2 separate regions of the Zea mays genome follow, and region 1 is linked to region 2. Evidence: chromatin contacts called from public Hi-C data. All regions are on one chromosome and are shown on one strand. The core of a region is the stretch at or near the end of the contact, and the rest is flanking DNA. Distances in the headings are between cores, read along the strand shown.

Region 1 (5,556 bases), core at 2,299-4,798, 270 kb before region 2:
AGGTTGCCGCTCTGTTGGACGAGGGAGGTTGCCGCTGTGTTGGACGAAATTCGAACGCTGAAGAAGCCCATAGAGGAGCCAGTGATGGACGTGAAGCTAATCCCGACACCGGAGAAGCCGGAGGAGACGCTGAAAGCGCACGGCCGTACCCGGCGGCGTAGGCTGAGGCGGCGACGGTGGCGACGGATGACCTCGTGTCCGTTGAACGAGAGCTCAACATTGGCACCGAGGCTGTGCGGAACCCCGTCAAGCGCAAGGCGGAGGTCAAGCTGCCAGAGAGGTAAAGATCCATGTCCCCCGATGTGATTTCAGATTTTGCTTCACGGTTCGAAATCGAGCTGCTTTCCACCGCCCCATCGCTGCCGCTCGCTCCACCGCCTCCGCCACCTCCTCATGCTCTGGCGCCGCCTCCCCTTGGGCTCCAGTTACGCTTCGTCATCCTTGTCCTTCCCATCCCTTGTCGTGTTCGATTGGGTCTCGTGTGCATCATCTTCCACCGCTTGCTTCGACCTAGATTACATGTTTCACCTTCTGATTGGTAGGGCATCATCTTCCACTGCTTCTATACACAAGAGTGTTCTGTTGGGGAGAAACAACATGGATCAGAATTTTGGATTCGCCAAATCCGAATGTACCAAATTGCAACTTATCATGGCCATACTAACAGAAGAACATAAGAAAGAAACAACTAACTTGATGGCAACAGGTACAGGTGGGTATCTAAAGACGGTACAGAATACATATGACACATGTTGTTAGCTCTCTTTTGACAATACTAAATCAATATTACTTTGATTTCACTTGGTTTGTTTAACATAGTGATTCTGGTAAGTCCGGTACCACACTACACGCATAGTTAATTTGTGAAAGATGCCTACCATTATTTACCAGGCTATTTCTGATAATTGTTCCATGACACAATGTTTAATAGTCTATGCATCCATGCAGCATTTAGAAATGCTAGATCTTGATAGCGAGACAATGTTCTTTGATATTTTTAAAAGGTCATTGAGGTAATCAGGAGGTCTGGAGGGATGTCGTTATGCTTACCATACAATTAAAATTGGTCCACTAAATCCATTGTTTTGTTTATAACTCTTGTTGTCCTGTAAATCTAAAACCTGAGGCGATAGATTATTCTACCAAGGTAGTAGCTGTAGGCCGTTGCTTTGAATCAGATTTTGTTATGGCTGCAAGTGAATATTTTAACCAGGTGGTCAGATAAACTAGATTGCAGTGGTCTCTATTACGCTTCATGTACAACCACTAAGGTCCTTAGCCTTGTTGTATTTTCTTTTTTTAAGTGCCGCATGAATATGATGTACTTAGCCTTGTTATATTTGGCATGACAACTGACAGCCTCTCCATTTAACCTGGTTAGACTAGATTTGTAGGGCCATAAGCCGCTATGACAGGAACATGAGAACTCTGTACCTGCGGTTTAATCTTCTCTGTGGAATTCTAAACTATTTGAGGACAGAATAGTGTGGATCTCTCTTTGGGTGTTGAAGTCCTTGTTAATGCTGTTAATACCAAATGAATCAGATAACGATTGACATACAAGACTGGTATGCATATACGATGAAGCATATGTGTGTGCATACAGATTTGAGATTTCTATCAAGCAAGAAATTTAAGTGCTCATTTCATTATTTTCAGCATATAGCTGCTTCCAGACGTGCGACGAACAATGTGTCAAGCTTTTTCTAGACTATGGAGCTAATCCAAATGCTATAAGTACACATAAAACTAGAACTGTGATACATTCTTGCCACCAAAAATAATATTGAAATACAAATTTGACACAATATTAAATTGGGCACTATTCAACCTGTAGCGGCCACATATATTTTAGTTTGTTTCGGACAGGATTTTTTTAGAATACTTGATTGGACTGAAACTCATCAGCGTGTCCTAGATTTTTGAATGTTAAATGTTGCAGGCATTTTATCATGACCTGTGCACACAGATCACATACGGACTTCCCACAAAGAAGTAGCGCAAAAGAAATAAGATGAACAAACCTTATGTTCTCCTCTGATGGATACTGCATCATAGCAAGGCCCCGATGTAAATGTCTCCCTTCCAGTAAGTGCTCCTTCCGAGATTACTCAGTTAATAGTTTAGCTCCACTTCAGATTCTAAATCTAACTGATCACAGATATGACGAACCGTTTCAGCTCCGTAAATTAAGTTAGAAGAGGGAAGGTTTATTTAAATTCTATTGGTTTAGTGACTTATTATGATCCTAAACTTAACAGCTTTGTCTAACAAATCAACAACACAATTGTAGTGCTTCTTTTCAGGTTCCAGCCCGTAACTTTTGTTTGTTGCATTGAGGGATCTCAGTTGGAGCTCAATTTCCCCCGCGTGTCAGTAAGCGGTGAATACACAAATGAATGCAACATTAGTCTTGCTTTAGCCAGACACTACTGCACGTATCCTCAAACTGAACAAACACTTACACAAGTTGAACAACATATTTACTCAGTGTTATGGTCTGAAGAACCTATAAGTTCAACAACTACAGGCAGAAATACAGGTAAGAAAAATGATGTCCATTTTGACATGTGTTGACATGCTTAGAATGTAAGGCCTTGCGACTGAAAATCATATGTTTTTTTCCTATTAAGGCATCATCGTTTAACAATTTCTGATTGTTCTAGTATGTAAGCTGCAGCTAATGATCCATAGTTGCTTAAAACAACTTTTTTCATGTGAGAATGTTAGAATTGATATATCTATCATTGATTAAAATGAACTATACATCCAACTTTAAAAAGTTCAAACAGGTGATGCTTCCATTACTTTTAGCACAAGTTAATGATACAATTTATTACAACAAATATATCTACTGTCATTCAAAAAAGACTTACAAACTAGCTCAAGCGCGCCCAAGGGCGCGCCCCATACACTAGTGAGATTCTATTGGAGTACGTTTTTATGAACTCCACTGGACTGGATACTTCACCAAAATAACTTGAGCTCTATCCGACAGAACAGCTCGTGCGGCTGAAGAATAAAAAATAACTAGTACAATGCGTGTGCGCTGCGACGACACACAATCATATTTGATACCTATAAAAATTTTAATATCAAAGTAAATATATGGTCCATACATCAGATATTTACCCTGATAAAACAAATACTACAATTTATCTTAGCCGAAAGAAAAAAAAAGTATGAGTTAAAAAGAGCCCAAATCCATTTTTTATAGCTCCCTCGTAGAATGAAATTTAAAATAAGAGATGAGACTAGAGATATGATGAATACCGATGCAAATAAAATGAAGGAGCGATAGGAAGGGCTAATCCCACGCACACATAATGAGACAATAACTCCATGGACATTACTTTGCATGAACTAAATTTGTTGTTACAAAACTAATGTGATTGAGCAGTAACCGTTCGTGATCACGGATTCACGGTGGTCATCATGGCCCCCATCATCGTCAGTACCGTATTTTCAGAAGGAGGAAAAACTAGCCGGGGACCTCCTGGGCGGGGGGGCGAGTATATAACCACCACCTGCCTGCCCACACTTGTCACGCGAAGCGAAGGCACGTACTACTGACGCGCACAAAGATACACACACGCACGCAGGCAGGCACAAGAAACAAAACCGCGCCTCTCCCCCTCGTCCGTTCCGATCCCCAGCGGAAAGCGGAGCCAGGACCGGGAGCTGAAGCGGTTGTCTTCCCCCCCTCGTCTCCGTCAACTGGTGAGCTCCCTCCTCCACCTCCTCTCCCTGCTCTTTGATCTCGCCCTCGCTTCTTCCTCCCCAGCCGGCCATCAGTTCCGGCGACTGCTTCCTTCGTTCGTCCCCGCCGCCGCCGCCGCCGCTGGACTCTTTCCGAATTGCTCTGTCTATCCTGTGCCGTGGATCGAGTTGCTTCCGGAGGCGACGCGGTGATGTTCTGCTCGTGCGCGCGATGCAGCTGGGAGCACTGCTTTCTCGACTCTGTTTCTCCTTGCACTGATTCAGTGAGTGATTCCGTCGTCCATCTTCACTGTCTTGTTGACGGCTCCTTGAATTCCGTCATTTTCTTTACGCAGCAGTACTTTGTTCAGATCATCGGTTTGAGTTATTACAAAGCTTAGTAGAGAGTAGTGGTGGGGATCTCAGAGATTTTTCTCAGGGGAGGGGAGGGGAAGGGCGACCAGACCATCCAGTTCTAAATGCGGTTGTCAGTCGGATCAGGGAAAACCAGCAGAGTTTTCAGCTTTTCTTTAGTCCCTTCCGATGTGCTGGTTGACCATATCAGGCCACATGTTCCGCAGCGCTTGCATTTTACAGACACCTGATCTATCCGTTGTAGAAGTGGCTGCCGCCTGCATGACTGGCCATTTGGCCTTCTGCCTCCCTCTCCTCACTCACAGGAGCCACCGTTGTGTTATCTCGCTGACACGAGCCATCTGAATTCCTGAACCTTCAAAGTCTGTTCCACGACCACAATTTCTTCTTCTTCTTTTTTTACAGGCACCCCCACAAGCCAGCAAGATGGACGGGTTCGTGGACCCCTTCGTCCCGGAACAGGCATGGCCGCAGGACGCCATGTTCATCGGCTCATCCTGGCCATGCGCCGGCGCCGGCGCCACTTCCCTCGCCGACCCTGCAGGGACGTACGCGTACCTGGGAGCTCAGGCTGCACCAGGCCAAGGCGCAGGCTTTCACCTCCAAGACGGCTCCTCCACGGCGCTCGTGCCGCCCTTGGAGCTGCACCAGCAGTTCCTGAGCGCGCACCTGCCGGGCGACGACGTGACCGTGACCCAGGAGGAGGGCCTCGGCTTCGAGGTGAACAGCGCGCTGGTGGCCGGCATGCTGGGCCCGGTCCTGAGCGCGCCCTGCGCGGTATCGCTCGCCGACAGCGCGCCGGTGGTGTGCAGCTCCTCCAACGACAGCAGCGGCGGGAGCGAGCAGTCCGGCCTGCCGCCGCCGCCGCGGTTCCTAGTCCTGGGAGAGCAGCCCGCGTCGTGGCCTTCCGCGTTCCCGCGGATCTCGTCGCTGGCCGGGGAAGAGACTTCGCGGAGCTTCGGTTTCGGCGCGGTTAGCGACAACGATCTCGTCCGTGGATCCTCCTGTGTCGCGGACGTGAACAAGTATCCACAGATAGGCAATGCGCGGCTACATGTAGAGGTGGTGGACCTTGAGATTGTTTTTTTTTCCCCGCTCAATCACGTCTCGTGTTTCTCTGCTCATACGATATGCTTGCAGGATGACGTTGAGTTCAACACTGGAAAGATGCTGTCGTTCGCTCCTGGCCTTGACTTTGGCGATCTGCAGCTCAGCCAAAAGGTCAGAATCAGACGCCTGCTCTCTTCTGCTTGTCTTTTTTGCTCGCCCGTCTGCCATATGTAATGACGGAACAGAAGCACGGTGGTTATTGGACTTGGACAGCAGCACTACCATCTGAATAAAAGGTGTACAGTAAGCTGACGGTGTCGGCACAGGCTGAGAGTGTACCGTGAGTGACGCGCTTGTTCGCCTAACCTGATCGCGACCCCTGCAGGAACTCAGCGGTCTGCGTCACCTGAACTCTGGGCAGCAGCTCTCGTC
Region 2 (4,955 bases), core at 1,130-3,629:
AATGAGTATCATTCATTATTTGCAGAAAAGACAGATTTACACAGCAAAGTGAAACTGACCCCTTTTGTAAAGATTGATGGTATATCCGTTTATAGTGGTTGTAAACTGCAACAGATAGCACCTGCAGGTTTACAAGGCTACATCAGATGAGGACAAATTCAAGCAAGTGTTCTCTTGCTGAGTACCCAATACTGAGACAAATCAATCTAGATTATCATGAGAACTGAAATTAAAAAATATATCTATGAAGAAACTTATACAATTCTCATCTCTATTGAAAGGTGTAAAGAAACTTAATCTTTTTCTTGAACATACAGGTGAGCTGTGTGTCATTGTATTAGAGATAGTAAACAAGAAAAAGAACTGTCCCAGCCACCCAGGCTTTGGTCATAGAGGAAAAGTTCAGGCAGAAAACACACACAGAACATACGCCAACACACACTAAGTAGAGAACTCCTCTAATTAGAATTAGATGAAATGACAGTTCAGACAGGATAGAAATTCAGATTATCCATTATTGTTTCACAGTGTTAGAATGGGGCTCACATTTTTACAACTAAACAGAAAGTCAGAGAGCTGCAGGGCTTAGCAAAGTGAAACCGCGGTGGGGAAAGTGCATGTTATGACCGGCACTCAGTATCACCGCCGCCCTAGGGCGGCAAGAGGGGCAGTAGAAGGGGCAGACGCCCAGCAGCTCTAGGCTGGATAGAGTTTGAGATAGATAAGAGCAGGAAATCAGCTAGTCAGGTTAGAAGGATAAGCGTCAATCCTAGGCCAGATAGAGTCGGTCTAGATGGATGAGGATAAGCAGAGTTTGTTTATAAAGATAAGGGATCAGTTTAGATAAGAATGGGCTGCTATATCAGCCCTATAAGATGTACTCTTAAGATCAATGAAAGCAGACAAGCAATCATTTTGCTCGGCTTCCCCTTCTCTGTGCCTACTGTTCTCCCGGCGAGTACTGTTCACGCGTGAAACAGTACCACGCCGTCTTCCACCCTCTGCACTAACCCTAGGACAACTGCGCCCAAACGCCATGGTCCAGAGCCTCGCCCTTCTCCTCATACCTTTTTAGGAGCCGCAGTTCCAACAATGCATTTCTTTGATTCTATTACAAAATGTATAGCATGGTCCGTTCCCAAATAACCATTTCAACCCCCAACCAGCATTCTATATATATTTCTTTTTCTCTAATTTAGAAAACATTTTCCATTGCAATTATACCCAGTAGCATTTAAATGGCCAATAGTCCCAACTCTAAACAAGAATTGGGTTGGAGAAAACTCTCATTTTGTTGAAACAATCAAATTCAGCTGTGTTGAAGTCCCTTAATCGATTGAAGAAGGGAAACGGGGAGATCTAATTTTCTATCTATAAAAAAAGGCTGTAAAATTCCCTCCAGCTCCAGTGACATTGGAGTCATCAGAGACTTGCCATGTCTTGCATGAGCTGACCAAAAAACAGCATCAGGATGCCAATTCTAATAACCATGAAATGAAAAGTTACCAGCGTGAACGTTGTATTTATTTCACCTTCTTGGCTCTGTCCTGCCCAATCACATACTTGTCGAGCCCCTTGCAAATCTCCTTGGGCGTGGGTAAATCCCTGCCGAGATTGGAACCACCCCAGCCCTCCTTCCCCGCACCTTCGTCGCCAGCGCCACCTCCCCCGCCGCCGCCGCTGCCGGCAACGCGGACGACGTTAAGGTTGGGGTGAAAGGGCGGGCCGGGCGGGACGTGCACGGCGACGCCGCCGCCTTCCCCGTCGTCGCGCGACGAGGAGCTGGCCCTGATAGCCTCCCAGAAGACAGGGTCCCTCTCCCTGGCCCTGGCGGCGGGGTGGTCGAGGAGGTCGGCCCGGACGCGGCCGATCTCGACGAAGGTGCCCTGGAGCGGCGCTAGTACGTGGGGGTGGAAGAAGTAGGCGCTGCGGCAATTAGGGCAGAGGTTGAGCGCCTGGTAGCCGGCGGCGGCGGCCGCGGTCGGAGGGCCCCGGTGGGAAAAGAGGATGTCCATGTGCTTGGAGCAGCGCGGGCAGTGGGCCTCCGCGCGGATACGGCGCGGCTCGGGCTCATCGGTGGAGGATGAGGAGCTGCCCCCGGAGCCCGAGGAGGACTCCCACTTGCGCCGCTCCTGGAGGCGCCGGTGCGGTGGCGGCGGCTGGGCAACCGCGCCAGCAGCCGACGCGGCGGCCGGGGAGCACTCGGCCGCGGTGAGGGTGGAGGCGGCGCGCGTGGCGGCGTTGGCGAGGCGACGCCACCGGAGGAGGCCGGACATGGTGGCGGGTGCGGATGGATTGGCGGAGTGGAGAGAAAGAGAGAGTGACCTCTCCGTGGGGTTGTGTGTGTGAGTAGAGAAGCCCATACGGGCTGCCAGGTGCGGTCCGTCCTGGATCCGGTGAAGCCCGGTCTATTTTGAGATTGGCCGGATATGTACGTAGTGCTGGGAATCTGGGCCGGGCTTTTCGGGCCAGCACGAGCACGGCCCGAAAATAAGAACCCAAAGCACGGCCCGGCACGAAATAATATGGGCCGGGCTAGCCCGGCCCGAAGGCGGGCCTGAGCCGGGCCTCAAATTCCGACCCGTCGGGCCCCCAGCACGGCACGCATAGATGGGCCGGGCTTGGGCCGGCACGGCCCAATTCAGCCCAAACTGTTTAATCTCTTTAATTTAGTAAGATATTGAGTTTATATTGTTGTTATATTTAGAGTTTATGTGGTTAAATAATGCTATAATTGTTTAATATCTTTAATTTAGTAAGATATGAACTTTATATGGTTATAATATTTTGATTTTATGTGGTCAAATATACGGGCCGGGCTTGGGCCGGCACGGCCCAACGAAGGCACGGCGTGGTTTAGGGCCGGGCTGGGCCACTGTTTTTACACTTCGGGCTGGCACGGCACGGCCCAAAAATTGTTTGGGCTTTCTTGGCCCGAACCCGTTTGGCACGAAGCACGATGGGCTTGGGCCGAGCCGGCCCGGCACGGCCCAATTCCCAGCACTATATGTACGGTTAGAAAATTAGGTCACTCTTTTAAAGTCTGCGAGCTCGTTTCTCTGTCCGAGTTTAGTCCGTTGTTTATCTAAATGGGTCGGGCCAGTCCGATAAACACAGAAAAAGCGGTCGAAAACGGGCTATGCGGACCGGTAAGCACGGTTTAGTGTAAAAAAGCGGGTTTGGTGGGTTTAGAGCCAAACGGGTCGTGTCGGGCTAGCTCGTCGGGCTTAGTTTCGTGTCCGGGCCCGCCCCGCTTGTCCATGTCGGGCCGGCCTGAGCACGTATAAAAACGGGTCGGACCGGGCTCGTACCGGGCTAAATAAAGGTTCTTTGGACCGAGCTTTCGGGCTTCGGACTTTCTATACATCTATATGTGTGGGAAGTGAAATTTGGAGTTGTTTTCCTGACTTCTGCTGGTGCAGTGCTCCATACAACGTAGTATGCTCAGACCAAACCGTTCGAGCCTAAAAAACCACCCCGGTTCCGATAAACCGGCAATTTACCGGTAAAACCGGCCGATTTGGCCAAACCAAATTAAATTTAATTTCGTGTCGGTTTAACGATGGAAAATCGACAATAAATCGCCCTAAGTAGTTGGTTTTCCAAAAAAACGAACTATTTTTGGTGTTTTTTTCAAACAAAAGATAATTTTTGACATGATTTATTTGTAATTTGCGCAATTCACGTTGCACAGTAAATATTAATTGATCCACATGATATGTGTTCACTAAAATAACATACAACATGCATATGCAACCACAAACTCTAGTTCTCATGCAACAAACAACCAACGAACTTTGCAATTCTCAAATACAAATTCTTTTACAGCTCTCCAACGACACATAAGTCGACTTGTTTCATAATACTCACATGTTCAGCTCGAGTTATAGTGATAGTACACAGGCATGTTGAAAGGATCGTGATATGGTTCCAATTCGTCATAGTGATAATTCTATATAAAAGATATGAGATACATTAGCCAGAAAACAAGAACGGCAAATAAATACTTATCGACGTCGACGAAGCAAAAATAGCATACTGGTGCAGGAGGAACTTGTCCATACCCATAATATGGTCCTGGTGGATAAATATATGACAAATTTGAATATGATGGTGGAGGGGTCCACACCCATACATGATCGATGGTGATACTTCGTCTAGTGGTCCCTGGCCCGGTTGCTATTGCCATGCATAAGGGTTATAGATCGAGTCTTGTCTAGGCGGATAGTTAGATAACAAGATTTACTTGAGCTACGGATTCCATCTTGGACAGGAAACGAAATCGGACGACGTCGACCGCTTTTTGTCTCCCGTTGTGAATGAGGTGCATCATGGTAAGAATCTTGTATGGCATGGTTGAACCGACTTCCTTCAGTGGACCTCCGATCTTCTACACCACTCCCTCCTGCACCATATAATCTAGCATCACCATGGCTGCCATCATCACCTGCACTAGGGTCGATTGTGATATCATAACTGTCTTCATCCTCTTCTTTCTCTTCGATTTGATTGGTGATTTTGACTCTTTTCCTTTCCTATATGATGGACCAAGCCTTGTCTTCCGCTTGCCAAGGTGGGTGTCGACTAGCATCTATTCTCAGTTGCCTTGGTTCAGAGGCTTGAGCAAGATTGTAGTCTCTAACACGCTCATGTACTTGTTCCATACTTCTTCACATCATCCTATCAAAGTGGCCCTCGAGATACCCTATGGACTAGAGGATCCAGATCCACCACCCCAATCATACCTTGCACCGGCCCTCTAGATAAATTCGTGATCCACACGCGACTTATGTAGAGCTGCCTAAAGTTCATTCTCATACTCGTCGTCATTTGATTCACCAAAATGGGTTCGTGCTGCCTCATTTGCCCTTAGCTGCTGCGTGAACCTAGACATCTTGTTTTCATTTGTCTTATCTATGTCAAGCTTAAAGTATGCCTATGTCTAGAGGAACATA

What was found. Hi-C and Micro-C count contacts between places; a contact is called where the count stands out from the background.
Region 1: a Hi-C map of tassel shows a contact between it and region 2, with 2.1 times the contacts expected there. The contact joins the promoter of LOC103627314 here to the promoter of LOC118472073 in region 2. A contact is called at or near these places in 3 of 25 Hi-C or Micro-C datasets (endosperm, leaf and tassel).

What each region holds. Positions count from the first base shown.
Region 1 is chr5:178,271,387-178,276,942 of Zm-B73-REFERENCE-NAM-5.0, reverse strand. It overlaps LOC103627314 (putative HLH DNA-binding domain superfamily protein), which reads left to right and starts at 3,548. Exons shown (of 9, transcript XM_008647619.3): 1 at 3,548-3,983; 2 at 4,480-5,136; 3 at 5,215-5,295; 4 at 5,510-5,556. The coding sequence starts at 3,912.
Region 2 is chr5:177,996,728-178,001,682 of Zm-B73-REFERENCE-NAM-5.0, reverse strand. It overlaps LOC118472073 (CLP protease regulatory subunit CLPX1, mitochondrial), which reads right to left and starts at 2,379. Exons shown (of 15, transcript XM_035959203.1): 1 at 1,533-2,379; 2 at 60-121. The coding sequence starts at 2,363.